2 separate regions of the Mus musculus genome follow, and region 1 is linked to region 2. The links are chromatin contacts, called in public HiCAR-type maps. All regions are on one chromosome and are shown on one strand. Each heading gives the region's core, a stretch centred on a gene start, on an enhancer-like site or on the middle of the called end of the contact. The rest is flanking DNA. Distances are from core to core; before and after follow the strand shown.

Region 1 (7,287 bases), core at 3,439-5,938, 79 kb before region 2:
AAACTTCATGAAGACTTAGCTTGTTGGAGGTCAGTGAAAGCCTCAAATATAACCAGTGGTTATATATTCCTCTCAGGAATAAAGGGGGCCTCAAAACTTTAGAGAAGCTGCACTAATCACTCTGTATATTATGCAGATAAGTTTATTTGAAATGTAAGAATGTAGCGGGGAACAAAGGTCTGAGTCCTGATTCCAAGGGCAGAAGCGGTCAGGGCAAACCGTGTTGTCTGTAGCCAGAAGAGTGCTGCTGTGCTGACACAGTCATATCTTGATATGTAGGAAAGATCATCTAGCATTTAGTTGTGTTTACTTTGGGTCATTTGATGCTAGGGATAATGAGTTTAGTTTAGAGACAACAGTAATATTTTTATGTGATGGTAGCAAATAGACATCGGGCGACCTGAGTACAAAGCCCAAGACTATAACTTGGATAGATGAATTTAAGAATAATCATGGAAGTGAAAGTTGAACTGTGACAGCAGAGCAGAAATGATGTCAAGGATGCTAACAACCTGAGACCATGAGCATCTATCTTGGACCATTGATGGTGCTTGGCACATTTTATATGCACAATATATTGAGAGTCCATAGCAATCAAGTAAGATATTTTATACTCAAAGAGTTTAAAAGCACAGAGACAACATCTTTTTCATGGCCCCAAAAGAAGTATAAGAGCTAGTTTTTAACACTGATCTGTCTCATTTCCAAAGCAGTTTATAAAACTACCCAGGCCTCATTGGGGAAAAAGTTACCGAAATACAGAAAGCAAAAAAGAGAAGATGTCACTCCCATTTATGTCCTGTCAATCAGAACATAAATATTCTATTTTAGGTTTACTGTTTTAGTTTTTAAAATTAGCTTACAATGGGGCTGCCCAAACACGGACAGGGCAAGGTCTGCGCCAATGGACATGGCAGGGAAAACGCCCACAAGGTTTCCAATTTATAAAGTGCTGTAGGCAAATGCAGAAAGCTGGGAGCAGGAACGGTGATCGTCCCTGAGAAGAGCACACCATTGATTGTCTAGTGTTACATCATACATATAAGTAACAGTATAGATCCCGAACTGGCTATATTTAGAAATATTAGTTTATATACATGTATGCAAGCAATAAAATGAAATGAAAGAGGTCATGAATTTGTAGGAAGCATAAAGGAGTGTAAGAAGTTTTGAAGGGTGGAAAGGGAAGGAAAAAATGTAATTATATTAAAATCTCAAAACTTTAAAAAAGTAAAAATATATAAACATATGTAAATTCAAAACTAAATGAATAATATAAACAAAATAAGAAATTGCTTACAAAGTAATACATTTCCAAATGAGATCTCATACATATTTCTTTGTGGTTGATTCTCGCCTTCCACAATTACTCTTTAACTAAAGCTTATAAACAAACTTGGTGAGAGTAAAACAGAAGGAACAGAAAGCCGTGGGGATTCCTGTGTTAACAATGTATCTACCAAGCTCAGAGTCCAGACAAATCAGGCTGGGGATCAGGGCAATGCTGTCTACCTCCACTGACTTTGTCTCTAGCACAGTGCTGCTTGTCTTAATAAGAATAGACTTGTCTGAGATTAATGCCATTTGTGCTTGTGAACTACTAACTACTAACTACTACTAGAAAAAAAAATCTGAAGTTGAAACAAATAGATTGGTGTTTCCTAGGCTCAGTGGTGAGTCTGATAGTCCAGTTCAACAGTAGTTGCTACCAAATTGCAAAATAGTTGGTCAAGTAGAGAAAAACCTATCAGATCTTTAACCTTCTTCTGCTTTAGCTCAAGATGTGGAAGAAGGTAGTGTTAAACGATGAGTCGTGGTTAAAGGCATAACACAATCCTAGAAATAAAATATTTTAATTTTCTGAAAATCTAGGTTACAGTTCTTTTAATGAACAGAGCTATTTTAAGTGGCAGAACAGCCGTACATTAATTTGAATGTGTGATAAGGCACAGTACATATCATTTACAGATTGCATCTACATTCTGAACACACCTTTGCCATATATTTTAAACAGTAAGCCCTCCAACCATTCTGGGGCCTAATTCACGGCCATAGCCTGAGTACTCAGAGCCTGAGTGATGCTCCCTCTAAACCCAATGCTGTGTCCAAGCAAAAAGTAGCCTGAAAGTAGTCTTTGGCTCTCAGTCATTCTTGACCTACACTGTCCTATGCTGTTCTAACAATTCATGTCCCTCTTGCTTCAGGCTTTGATTTTGCTTGATACATAATAATCACACCCAGGAAGTACTTGGATGGGGGAACCATTAACACCTCAAAGCCTAAAGGAAAATTTTACCTTCTTCAAATCCTGCCTGTGAGAGCTCAGGTTGCTTTCTAATTCTTGTATCTACCAAGCTCAGAGTCTAGACAAATCAGGCTGGGGATCAGGGCAATGCTGTCTACCTCCACTGATTAAGGTTTCACCCCGATGCCTTTTGGGCAAATGGATGCATTTACCACCTATGGGAGAAACTTTTGAAAATTAAACCTCAGCAATCAAGCAATCACAACATTCTTAGATCGTCGTTCGTTCTTTGCTGTCTTGCAGACACTTCTCATTTACCTAACTGGGAGACTTTCTTCAAGGGGGACTGAATCATGAAACAGGTTCAGGACAGTGTGTGGGTATGGAGCAGGGCAGAGACCCTGGAGAATGGATGTTGGGTAGGAAGAAGACAGGACACTATAAACAATCCAAAATAATGTCAGTTGAAATCTGGAAGGTCAGCATTCAGAAATGGCAGTCTAGATCCTCAAAATAGCATAGCTTGGCTTGGAATCTTGAAGAACACCTCAGAGTAGGTGGGGTAGGGGGCAAAAATCATTTGTTTGAGTCTATCCTTAGTATCTTTAACCCCATAAAGAAACACATGATGTGCATTTATTTCTAATTATTGACATAAGCCCAGCTGCTCTCAATGTTAAAGGCACATTAAACTCACACAACATGGAAATCCCTACTTAGAATGCTTCCTCCTTCCTGAGCATGCCTTGTTGTGCCCAGATGCTCTGTGCAGTTATTGCACCATTTAAAAGGTTGACGTACAAAAATAAAGAGGTGATAGGAATATCAGAGTGAGGATTGAGCCAGCAGAGCTGTCCTCTTCCTAGATTTCATTACACGTTAATCTCCATAATGTCTCGGCACAACAAAACAAATTACAAATTAAAGGGAAGATAATTTGACTGTGGATTGCTGAATTTGTGTGTGTTGGGGGGGAGCTAGGGGGGCAGGAAAGCTACACATGTAAAGATACACTAGACACATACAGCCCAAACAGAATATTGAAATTGTGTAGTTTATGTAAAACTTAAAATAAATAGATTTACACTTCCCTTTAGATCCAGAAATACACGAAAAGTTGCAAAGCAGCTCACAACAAAGCAATTGACAAGAAAGATAGCATCTGCTTTTCTGTCTATTCAAGCTGAAGTTTTTCATTTGGAATGCAAGCAGTGCTTCCCAAGTTAACATAATTAACTCATGACAATCCAGAAGCATCATAATATAAGATGCAGATGGAAATTCAAAGCTGCAGAAATGTCAGTTCGGTGCGTCAGGATTATCACTTTTTTAAAAAAGTGAACAAACCATCATGCCAATTAAAACAGGTGTTTTTTGTTTTTTAAATTTCAAACCCCTTTGTCTGTTATGAAATCACAAGCAGGGTTATTTATTTATTAGTCTGCTGTGAAACGCGCATCTTAGAAAAAAAGGAGATCTGTGAAAACAACAAAGTAAGAAGATGAAAAGAACGACACTCAGCATTGGTTTCTGACACAATAGAGGACCAGTCGCTCAATTAGTTAGTAATTTCCATGTGACTACTTGACAGAATCTACTAATTGTTAATCTTCCACTAACTATTGCTTTACATAATTAATTATATTCAAATACAAACAACAAAGACATGTTGGCCAGTTGCCCTTTTGAGATTTTTTTTTTCCTGCAAACTGCCTCTGCTTACTGACAATATTTCTAGGAAGAAAAGATATTAATCTCACAGGAGAACACATATTAAAATAAATCAGCAGACTCTGTCCTTTACCTTGCTTATAAAGTAAACCACTCCACAAAGACAGAATAAAAACCAAACCAGAAAACCTCCAAGCTACTGACTGGTCACACAAATCCATTCTTGAAACCCTCCCCAATGGCCCGAGTCCTTTGAGTTGGGATCTTTCATATTAATTGAGAATTGCATAAAATGCAGAGTAACCCATCCAGAGGTCAAGCATCATTCATCATTAGTTGAAGTGACATTTTCAACCCTTCATTTTGCAGCTGGGGAGAAAGGAGGGGGAAAGGTATTCTTTAAAAGAAAAAAAAAAAAAAGAAAGAAAGAAACAGGACAGAGCACAATCCTCACTCTATCCACCGAGAACACAAGGTGCCTCTCTGTCAGTGTGATAACGTGCTTAAAGCTAGCAATGCCTTTCTTCCCTAACCTTGGAGTCACTAAGCACATGACAGCTGCATTCCTCCACTTAGGAGTTCTGCTGGAGATCAGTAGTAACTATTTTAGATGTAAATGAAGCCCTTCAGTGGGGTGGAGAACATAGTTCTTTGAGCTGAAACGATGATTTATATCCAAATCCTGTTTTGTTTGCGAGAGACATTGCAACTTGTTAACAAGGCTCTCCTTGTTCCAGTGGTGTCCTCCAGGCAGAAAAGAAATTCCGGGAAGCTGGGTATGGCCACTTTTGAAACTGCAAAACAGCATTCCAAGAGTGCGTGGCAAATTTACTGGCCAACTTAGGACCTCTGTCACAATAAAAGATTCTCTCTCTCTCTCTCTCTCTCTCTCTCTCTCTCTCTCTCTCTCTCTCTCTCTCTCCCCCCCTCACTTGTTTTTCTCTGAAACGCAAAGGTCACAACAGGAAATGCGAGCAACTAAAGATGAAAAAGCAATCTGAAACAAAAGTCCAGATAGCTGGTATTTAGATGAGCAATAATTCACAGAGCTTTTGATAATGCATAGATGTTTGTAAACTCCTGAGACCACAACTTATCAGAGGTACTTGCTCAAGGAAGGAAAATTTCTTTGGCAAGTGTTCTGAGTCCAAAGATAAGTGTTATGAAATCCACCAGGGACAGAGTCGAATCTGGCTCCTCTGCCAAGCAATCCTCTCAAGTAGGTCAATCTTTGAAGTGTCCTCTCCGATCCTTTGCTACCTGAGACAGAAGAATTGTGGTGCTTAACTCTCTAGCCAAATTAGAATAGTCATGTCAAATAAATGTGGGGTAATTGTCTCTCATGTCTAGGAACATGATATGGCAAATCTGGTCAAAATCTCAGAAGAAAGTCATCTCACAGAGTCCTTGAGAAGTAGTAAAGTCACAAGTAAGTCATGTGTATAGCTATGCTTTGTAGAGATATTTCAAAACTGAAAACATTTAGTATTTCCATGTATAGTAACTTTATAATGTCATTTAGCCACCATGTTTGGGCAGGTTTCTGTCTGTGTGGCGAGGCAGGACAGGTGAAGAAAGGTACAAGGTCACTGGCCCTTTAGGTTTTCACCTGTGGCAGAGCCTACAGTGAGTGGTCCAAACTTTAGGCTTCACCCTAGGAAATGTTTATAGTTTTAACTTGTTCAAAATCATATAACATTTCCAATATTGAAAATTCCTTTACAGAATAGGTTATAAGTTTGGGTACAGATATTTTACATATAAATTGACTATACACACACACACACACGCACATATATGGAGAGAGAGAGAGAGAGAGAGAGAGAGAGAGAAAGAGAGAGAGAGAGAGAATGTTCATGTTCACATATAGTGGTTCAAAAAGAAATTGTCATAAATTGTTGGTGTCTTTTCCATTTCGTTTTTAATTACTCTGATTTGGGCTGAGTGCACAGAGAGATCAAATGGAGGTGTTGAAGAAATAATTAGCTAGATGTTTTAAGAAATTATTTTTAGTGAGTTACCAAACAAATGGGAGCCAATACAATCATGGAATGTACCAGGGAGAAGGTCAAAGAAAATATAATCATGGACCATACTAAGGTAGACAGTCACAGACAACACAACAACCTTATAGCCAGCATCTTACTAAATAAATCTCACCAATCTGGAAAAGTTCATCTTAATTTCCTTTTCATCTTATAGAACAATGAATAAAGGGTCAAGGCAATAGCTACACAGATATTATAAACAGGTCAGCCAATATTTAAACCTGGGTTTTCAATAAAACAGTTTGATGTCATCCTTGCTGCTGTTTAAATCAGCTTCTCATTATCCCGTGTAAACTTACTTAGGTTAAACTATGAAGAAATGCATCTAATGACAAAAACACAATAAAGCGTTTTCAAAACCAAAACACAGTCACTTGTAGGATGCAGTAAACACACTTTTCAGAGAGGTCTTAAAATGTGCTCCTTATGGCTGACCAGCCTCATCTCCTTTTAAAGTCAAATGCCATTTATTAAAACCTCCTGGAACTGCTCTCTGGTAGTGTACCTTTTCATAACCTTCATCTGAAGAACTACAAGTTTGGGGGTTTTGTTGTTGTTTGGTTTGTTTGTTTGTTTGTTTGTTTGTTTTTGTAAAACTTGGCTGATTTCCAACCCTGAGTACCCACACTTCATCATGAGGTATGAATTTTCCTTGCAGGGAGGCCTGTGAGTCTTTACTTGGGATTATACTTTTAATTATGTATTAGTCTCAGGGGAAAAAAACCCAGCCACATGAAACATGTTTCTTATGGATGAGTTCAGCCATGGAGCCACAGTGGACAGAGCAAGAAGAAGCAAAGAGTCAGAACTTTTCTGCCTTCATCCATTAGCCTGACTTGCCAGGTAACTGTGGGCATTAGTTCAAGAAAATGTTAGGGGAAGAGTAAGCTGAGAAAAATTCAAAATATTTCACTATAAAAAGAAATACGTTGCTCCAGTGTTTTCTACACCGATAGGAGCTGCAAAGTATAGGCCACGGTGAAGAAAACTCATTGGCTCACGGAGTGTGTGGCACATTCCAGAGAAATAAAGCTGTGTGGCCACACTATGTGGTTGCAACAAATTCTGCTCGCACTGTGTTGAGTTTAGTAGGGCCTGCAAGAGACGCATTGTAGAGTTAAGTCATTGGGAGTGAAGTACTGGAACTTCACCTTCAAGAAGAATTTATTAGGGATTTCTCAATAACTAGATAGATATAATACTTTTCTCGGGAAGGGCACTCTATATTTATTAAAATAGTGAGGATCAAAAGTTGAAATTTTGCAACAGCACGGTGTCTTACAGAGACAGTACAGGTGCATCATAAACTCCAGGAACCTGAGG
Region 2 (6,530 bases), core at 2,822-5,321:
ATGAAAAAGTGTTTGCTACAAAAGGTCAGTCCCTTCGCTTGGCAAACTATGTAGAAAAGCCTGGGAAAATGCTGATCACACAAGCAATGGGGGGATTTGAGAGCCAACAGCCTCCTTGTTTCTTTAAACAGACATCGGAACCTATAACTGGATCCTGTCAAACAAACGACAGCAAAAAAATATAACAGCTGCCATGAAGTCCAGTTGAGAGATAAAGCTTTTGAGGCTAAAGACCTTTTCAGAAGTAGACTAAAGGTCTTTCTTAAATCTTTAAGCCATGTTATGGATCCCAGGGTATCTTCTGGGCAGTAAGTCAAGTATGTAACTTGTGTTTCATTCCTGTCATAGCATTTTTGTGTTTGAGGGAAAAAATACAGAAAGGGCAACCTTCTTGTTGATTAGTAACTGCTGAAACATTCAGAAAGCCAGCTTGTATCTCGAACCATCAAATGCAGGAGATGTGGGTTCACATACACAGGACCCCCACCACACACACACACACACACACACACACACACACACACACACACTCACACACACACTCACACACATGGTACAGTCACACACGGTATGGTAGGACTGCAGAGATGGCTCATAGGGTAAGACTGTGTGCCGCCAAGTCTGGACACTTGAGTTAGATCTCAGGGAAGCACATCACAGCGGAAAGAATTGATTCCTGCAAGTTGACTTCCCTTGTCTATACCCATGCTATGCTCTGGCATACACACTCAGGAATACACAGACATAGACACATACACTGAATAAAACAACTTTTTTTTAAATTGTGGTAAGAAGCACATAAGGTCAAATAACTCTTTTGGGCGCATATTTCAGTTGTGTCAAGTATATTCAGCTTGCTGAGTTATGGATCTCTTGGTATCCTCTTAACATGCTAAGCTGATGAGGCACAGCACCAGAACTGGAAGCCTTAAAGGAGCAGTGAGCTATCACATCATGTTATGAACAGTGAATGCCAATCCTATTATACAGTTTTAAAATTCAGTTGTATTCCCTTACACTCAGAAATTTTACTTGATATACAAAAATATGTTTAGAGTAGAATTATGTTCAGTAATTTAGTAAATTTTATCTCTTTATAAAAGAAGTCTCTGGCACAGTCTATCTTTGGTTTTCCACTTAAGCCTGTCTTTCCGGGTATCACATATGGCTGGCTTGTTCTACTATGGTCACACAATGAGTCAAGATAATAGTTTTGTGAATAAAACAAAATTAACCTTCCCTTGGTCTTGTGAGGAAATGAAAACAGACAAGCATGCATTTATGACCAGGAGCTGACAGATCAATATAAAGCATACATCTTTGGTTTCTTTTTTCTGTTCTCTTAAAATAGTTTCCTGTCTTGTTATACCAATTCTCTCCTCTTAAAGCACTTAGAACTGTTTGCTCTTTGTCCAGGTGTTTAGTGCCTATTTCTTCTACAGTACTAGTGTATAACATGAAGAACAACACACAACTAGTGACTGCTTCTTCATTCATGGATACCCAACATATCTTTGTGAGAAGAAACTCAAGTTGAGAAGTTTATTGGTCTCTTCGGTTACCTCACAAAGAGACTTCAACTACAAAAGTCAGGCAGAGAGAGATAGGTGCAATCTGCAAAAATCAGTGTGATTCTCTGTACAGAAGTATATTTAGGGCTGCATAGACAATGTCAGAAAAGGTAGAACTCACCGTATTCCAAATGGCTGGGGAAGATAACATGGTTTGGTGGTCAAGGGTTTAGGGAACCAAAATGAGACAAGTGACTGTATCAAATAAGTCAATTGCCAGTTGGTTTACAAAGCTTTCTTAACCATTTTTTTTTAAAGTTATGTACAAACGTGTGGAAAATTTAAATGTAACTCATGTCACTTAACTGATGGTGAATGAAGAATACACTTCCTGCTAGTTACTGGGTAGAACTTTCAGGGTGACCTCAAGTGCCTAAATTTGGTTTGTTGAGATTCAAGCAGCAAGAAAACTGAGAGGGGGCTGAAACACTTTTGAGACTGTCTGCCCTGTCATGCTTCAGTTCATAAATAAGAAGCATTTAAAAAATACAGCTTGAGTTTTATAGATTCCTTAAAGAAAAGAATCACAAAGGGAAAAAGAGAATGGAACCAACCCCCCTTTGTAACAGCCAGTGTGACACATCATGAGCACAGAGGCCATTTCCCCAGAACTGGGAGAGTGAACACAACTTTCATTAAATGAGTCTTTCCTAGAACAAACCCATAAGCATTTCCCATGACTGTGCAGTTGAGATTTTTGGCTGGAGGAGCATCTGGCCATTAGAAAGAGCACTCTAGACATGCTGAGCCCCAGCCATGTCGAGATACTTGGCACTTTCTTCAGCTACTTCCTAGTACCAACCCTGCATCAAATGTCATCAGAAGCCTGCATAAATATTGGATTTAGATTCATATAAATTATTTCTGTCCTGAGGCGCAATATGCCAAAATTTAGTAAAAACAACACTTTGAGTAAACAGAATTGGTGGATAAATGTAAGAGCATTAATCCAACAAAACGATCATAGAAAAACATAATCAAGTGTACACACTCATAAATCCTACACTGATGTAAGACCTTTATCTTGCACCTATGACTTTTTATTGAACATATCTGGAGTTCCTTTAAGCTAACACTGCCAAAGTGCTTTGAATTGTCAGTTGCTTTGCAGAATTATAAAGTGTCTCTGAGTTTCATTAGAATGCTCAGGAATTATTTTAATAATCATATGTGCGATTAGCAGCTGTTTAGTGCTGGATCTACAAATTCATTTTGAGAGTAAACATTGGAACAATAAAATATAATGCTGTCATGATTGCCCCTGTCAGCAGAAATATCATCTTACTTTATTAAAAATCACCATGAAAATGCCAGGCACAGATACAATTCCTATTTATAGACATTTTCTATTCTATGATATTATGAAATCTGTGCACTGCAAAGCTACATTTAACAGGGATTTTCATTTTGCCTTAGGTAGGCTCACAAATCAGGAGATATAAGCTCTTCTTCCTGTGTGCATACATCTTACTATATACGGCTTCTCCCAATGGCCTATTTGGATTTTTGATCTAATATAATAATGTTCATACCGTTGGTTCTCAGTATTTAAAAGTGAATGAAGATTTCTTGGAAATCATGGTAGTTTCGCTATTGGAAATAATAACAATCTTCTCACTGATCCATTTTGACTCTAAGTATTTATTAAATAATATTTACTCCTAAGATAGGTACCTATAAATTAAATGAAATTGCAACATGCAATAAAAACACAGTTCTCTCTAAATTCCAATCAGCTTCATTCCTCATAGACGCTTCTCCTGGAGCTTATTCTACAGTAACTGTTTCCTGCTCTCTGGCCCCTCAGCACTTCTCCTTGTTGTCGATGTGCTTTTCTGACAGTCACTATCTTTATCTGTGTCCCTACCCACCCCTTCTCCTCTTGTTATTCTTTCATTCCCTACTGATATGGGAATAATAGGATCCCAAAGCTGTCCTTACTGTATAATTAAAGTATGAATTTCTAGGAGTTAGAAATTGCATGCCGTTTTTATTATGCTTCTATAATAAAGCCAGGTAACACCGAGAGAATTAAAATGGACTTTTCTGAGCAGAACACTTGAAGATTTTTCCCCCTCTTTGGTTGTATTGTTTTAAGAAATAGGTGTTGAAAATAAGAATAGGTTCAGCTATTCCTTTCCTCTGCAAACACCTCTATCTTTCACTTGATATATATCCCCCTAGATCCTGGAAATATGTTGTAAACTTGTAACAGATGGTGATGAAGCTTCACATTTTTTATTTAATACATTTTTTTTTAAGATTCTGCATTTACAGTGTGTATCTTCCAGGAAAAATGACCTTGAATGAATGAAGTCATAGTTCGAAGGAAAAACACTCCGCAGATAAACTAGCCTAGAAATGATGAGTCAATTGGGGTTTGTTTTGTTCTCTTCAGTGAGATGAAATAATTTCAGATGAAAAACAGAATGGTGAAACAGAGGAGTCAAAGGTCATTCTAACAGTGGAGGTGTATCTGCTAATTGTTCCAGGAAACACAGTTAGCTGGACTCTGTACTGAACAGAACCATGTAGAAGATGGCGTATCGCTGTCTGTGAGTAGAAACGCTGTTTACTTCACTTGGGTGATGCTGGGGGCTTCCCAAAAAATTGTTCTGGCACATCTACCAGCATGAATGTGAGAGGGTTCTAACACTGTGAGTGCTGATATTTTATGAATGTTTTACCACTGGCTTGGAAACAAGAAGTTTGCAATTGATTCAACAGTATGTCAGACAGACAAAATATTAAACGGGAGAGAAAAAAAAAAAACACGGAACATTAGTGAGAATTGCTAATGTCCCCATTGTAAAAGCAAACTGAAGTTAATAAGAAACCTGATCCTCTTAACCGATTAATGAAAGTCAAGTTTTAATTGCGTGGCTTCCCAGAGAAATCAAGTGGTTCCGTGAACTTGAGCCCTAGCTGTTCAGAGGACTCAGCAATGCTGCACATTCAGTCACCCACCTCTTTTTTCAACAGCTTCAATGCATTGCTTTACAAACCATGGAACTGTGGAATGTTCTCGTTCACACACTGTGTGCAGATGAGAGCCAAAAATTTGATCTGCAAACGAAACAAAGATGAGCTTCATTAAAATCCAAGCCTGCGTTGTTCTTAATTCGATTCTACTTCCATAGCCAATACCGAGATCTTCATCTTGCATAGAAATTGATTTTTGCTTTAATTTCAAAGTGTCTATGGCAGATGTATAAAGACTGTGTGTCCCTTCTCTGTGGAATAGAATCTTGATCTCCCGGTAAGAAAAATAACATGGTCCTTGATCAGGCACGGGTAACGAGTGAGTTACAGTCTTTAAGGGACTGAACTCTGTTGCCTCTGAAATTATGCAGAGGAGCTGAGGTAGCTCCCATGGAATAATTAAGCTTAGTGCATCTGGAATCTTGCATGTTTTAGAAGTTTATCAGCAGTTATCAAGAATGCAGTTTGTCCAGTTTATTTAAGGCATTCATTCTGGAAGGGTATTTGATAAGGTAGAGAGCAGCAAGGGAAGTACTACAAAGTATTGCTTAGTGTTTCTCCTGCCTTGAATACCCACCCTCTTGTCAGATTTAAGTATCTCTTGTCAGAAAGTATCTTTCTGACAAATGCAGCTCAGAACTTCCCTATGTCATCTTCATTAGACTCCCAGCATAGCGGTTTCTCTGCTTGTTCAACAGATACAGCAGGAAACAGGGCTCATGTTCAAAATGGCCAGCAACATCAAATTAAACAAAGTTAAACTGAATTTAAGACAGGATTTAAAGTGTTTTTATTTGTTTGAGCTATGCCATATGTGAGTTTCTATAAGAGGATGGTAGAGATAATAGTTCTCAGACTCATTTTTTAAGATCCATTTGTTTCAGAGGGCATCTCTCTGAACTAACGCTGAACTGGGCTCTGAGATCACAACGCTGAACTGGGCCCTTGCCTTTAATTTAGAGTAAGACAGATAATTTTTGAGCAGCATTTTTGTATTTATGATTATGGGATAGTGGCTTGGATTTAAACCGTCCTCTGAAGATTCATTTATTAAAAGTGCCATTTCCCCAGTTGCGGGTCGTACTGAGAGGTGATTGGGCCATGAGGACTCTGAGCTGATCAAAGATCCTTCTTCTCACAGTATCTATCTTCCAGCCACCTCTGAAAGATCGGAGCCACTCAACTCCATTGTCTATACCAATATCTTTGCTTTATTTGCGGATGGGGCTTATCTCCACTTGACATGCTAGACCTATGTTGACTATGTAGCTTGTTTAACTTGCTTAGAATTCAAATCCAGAAGGGTCAGGGTCATAGAGTTACTATGTGTCTCCAAGTCTCACACAATGTTTACACATAATGGAAGTTCACCAAAAATGTTCTGAATTGTCAGTCGGGATATTGTAGGAAAGCAATTTAGATATATAGAAATTAAGAGAAAATATATAGTGCTGCACAACAGAGTGCTAAATGGCAAGGTACTTTGAAGATGAAGAAACTGAGATGTCAAGGAAGTTGTATTTATATCTATTACTTAGGAAAATATATTGGAGTGTGCTGGTAAAAACGTCATGGAGGGAATCAAGTTAGGCTAATACACTATTAATAACACACTCTGATGTGGAAACACATGTTTATACAAGAAACAGGAAGACGATAAACTCAAAACCCAGATAGTATAAAGAAATGGCAAACAATTGTATATGCTTTGAACACTTGATGAGGTAGCAGAGACTTATTCCAAACGGTGAGCATCCCTGTAATAAAGCGTGACATAAATATTACCTAAGAAAAATTGCCTAGGACTTCAGATCAAATATTTTACATTGGCTAGAGGTTACAGGCAGGAAACATTACTACAACATACAAACCTATTAGTAGACTTCATAATTTACATCCGTTGCACAAATGTTGATTGACCTTTCTATCTGCACAGCAACGAAGCAGGCAGTTAAACAGTTTACGTTGTAAATATAT

The links. HiCAR-type assays count read pairs that join an accessible place to other places.
Region 1: a contact with region 2 is called in a HiCAR-type map of kidney, with 2.6 times the contacts expected there. The contact joins two enhancer-like sites. A contact is called at or near these places in 4 of 484 Hi-C or Micro-C datasets (brain, granulosa cells, uterus and 1 more) and 2 of 115 datasets of contacts at active chromatin or transcription factors (kidney and neural progenitor cells).

Annotation. Positions count from the first base shown.
Region 1 is chr2:44,219,707-44,226,993 of GRCm38.p6, reverse strand. The region is part of intron 11 of Arhgap15 (Rho GTPase activating protein 15); the gene reads right to left. Among named protein-coding and RNA genes, the nearest start is that of Gm52508, 110 kb to the left of the region's middle. Within about 2 kb of position 4,688, at least 38 of the 459 cell types and tissues checked have an H3K27ac peak or open chromatin away from gene starts, as enhancers often do. A contact at or near this core is called in kidney, where this site is marked.
Region 2 is chr2:44,140,357-44,146,886 of GRCm38.p6, reverse strand. It overlaps Arhgap15 (Rho GTPase activating protein 15), which reads right to left. Exons shown (of 14, transcript NM_153820.3): 10 at 4,539-4,637. Among named protein-coding and RNA genes, the nearest start is that of Arhgap15os, 78 kb to the right of the region's middle. Within about 2 kb of position 4,071, at least 8 of the 459 cell types and tissues checked have an H3K27ac peak or open chromatin away from gene starts, as enhancers often do. A contact at or near this core is called in kidney, where this site is marked.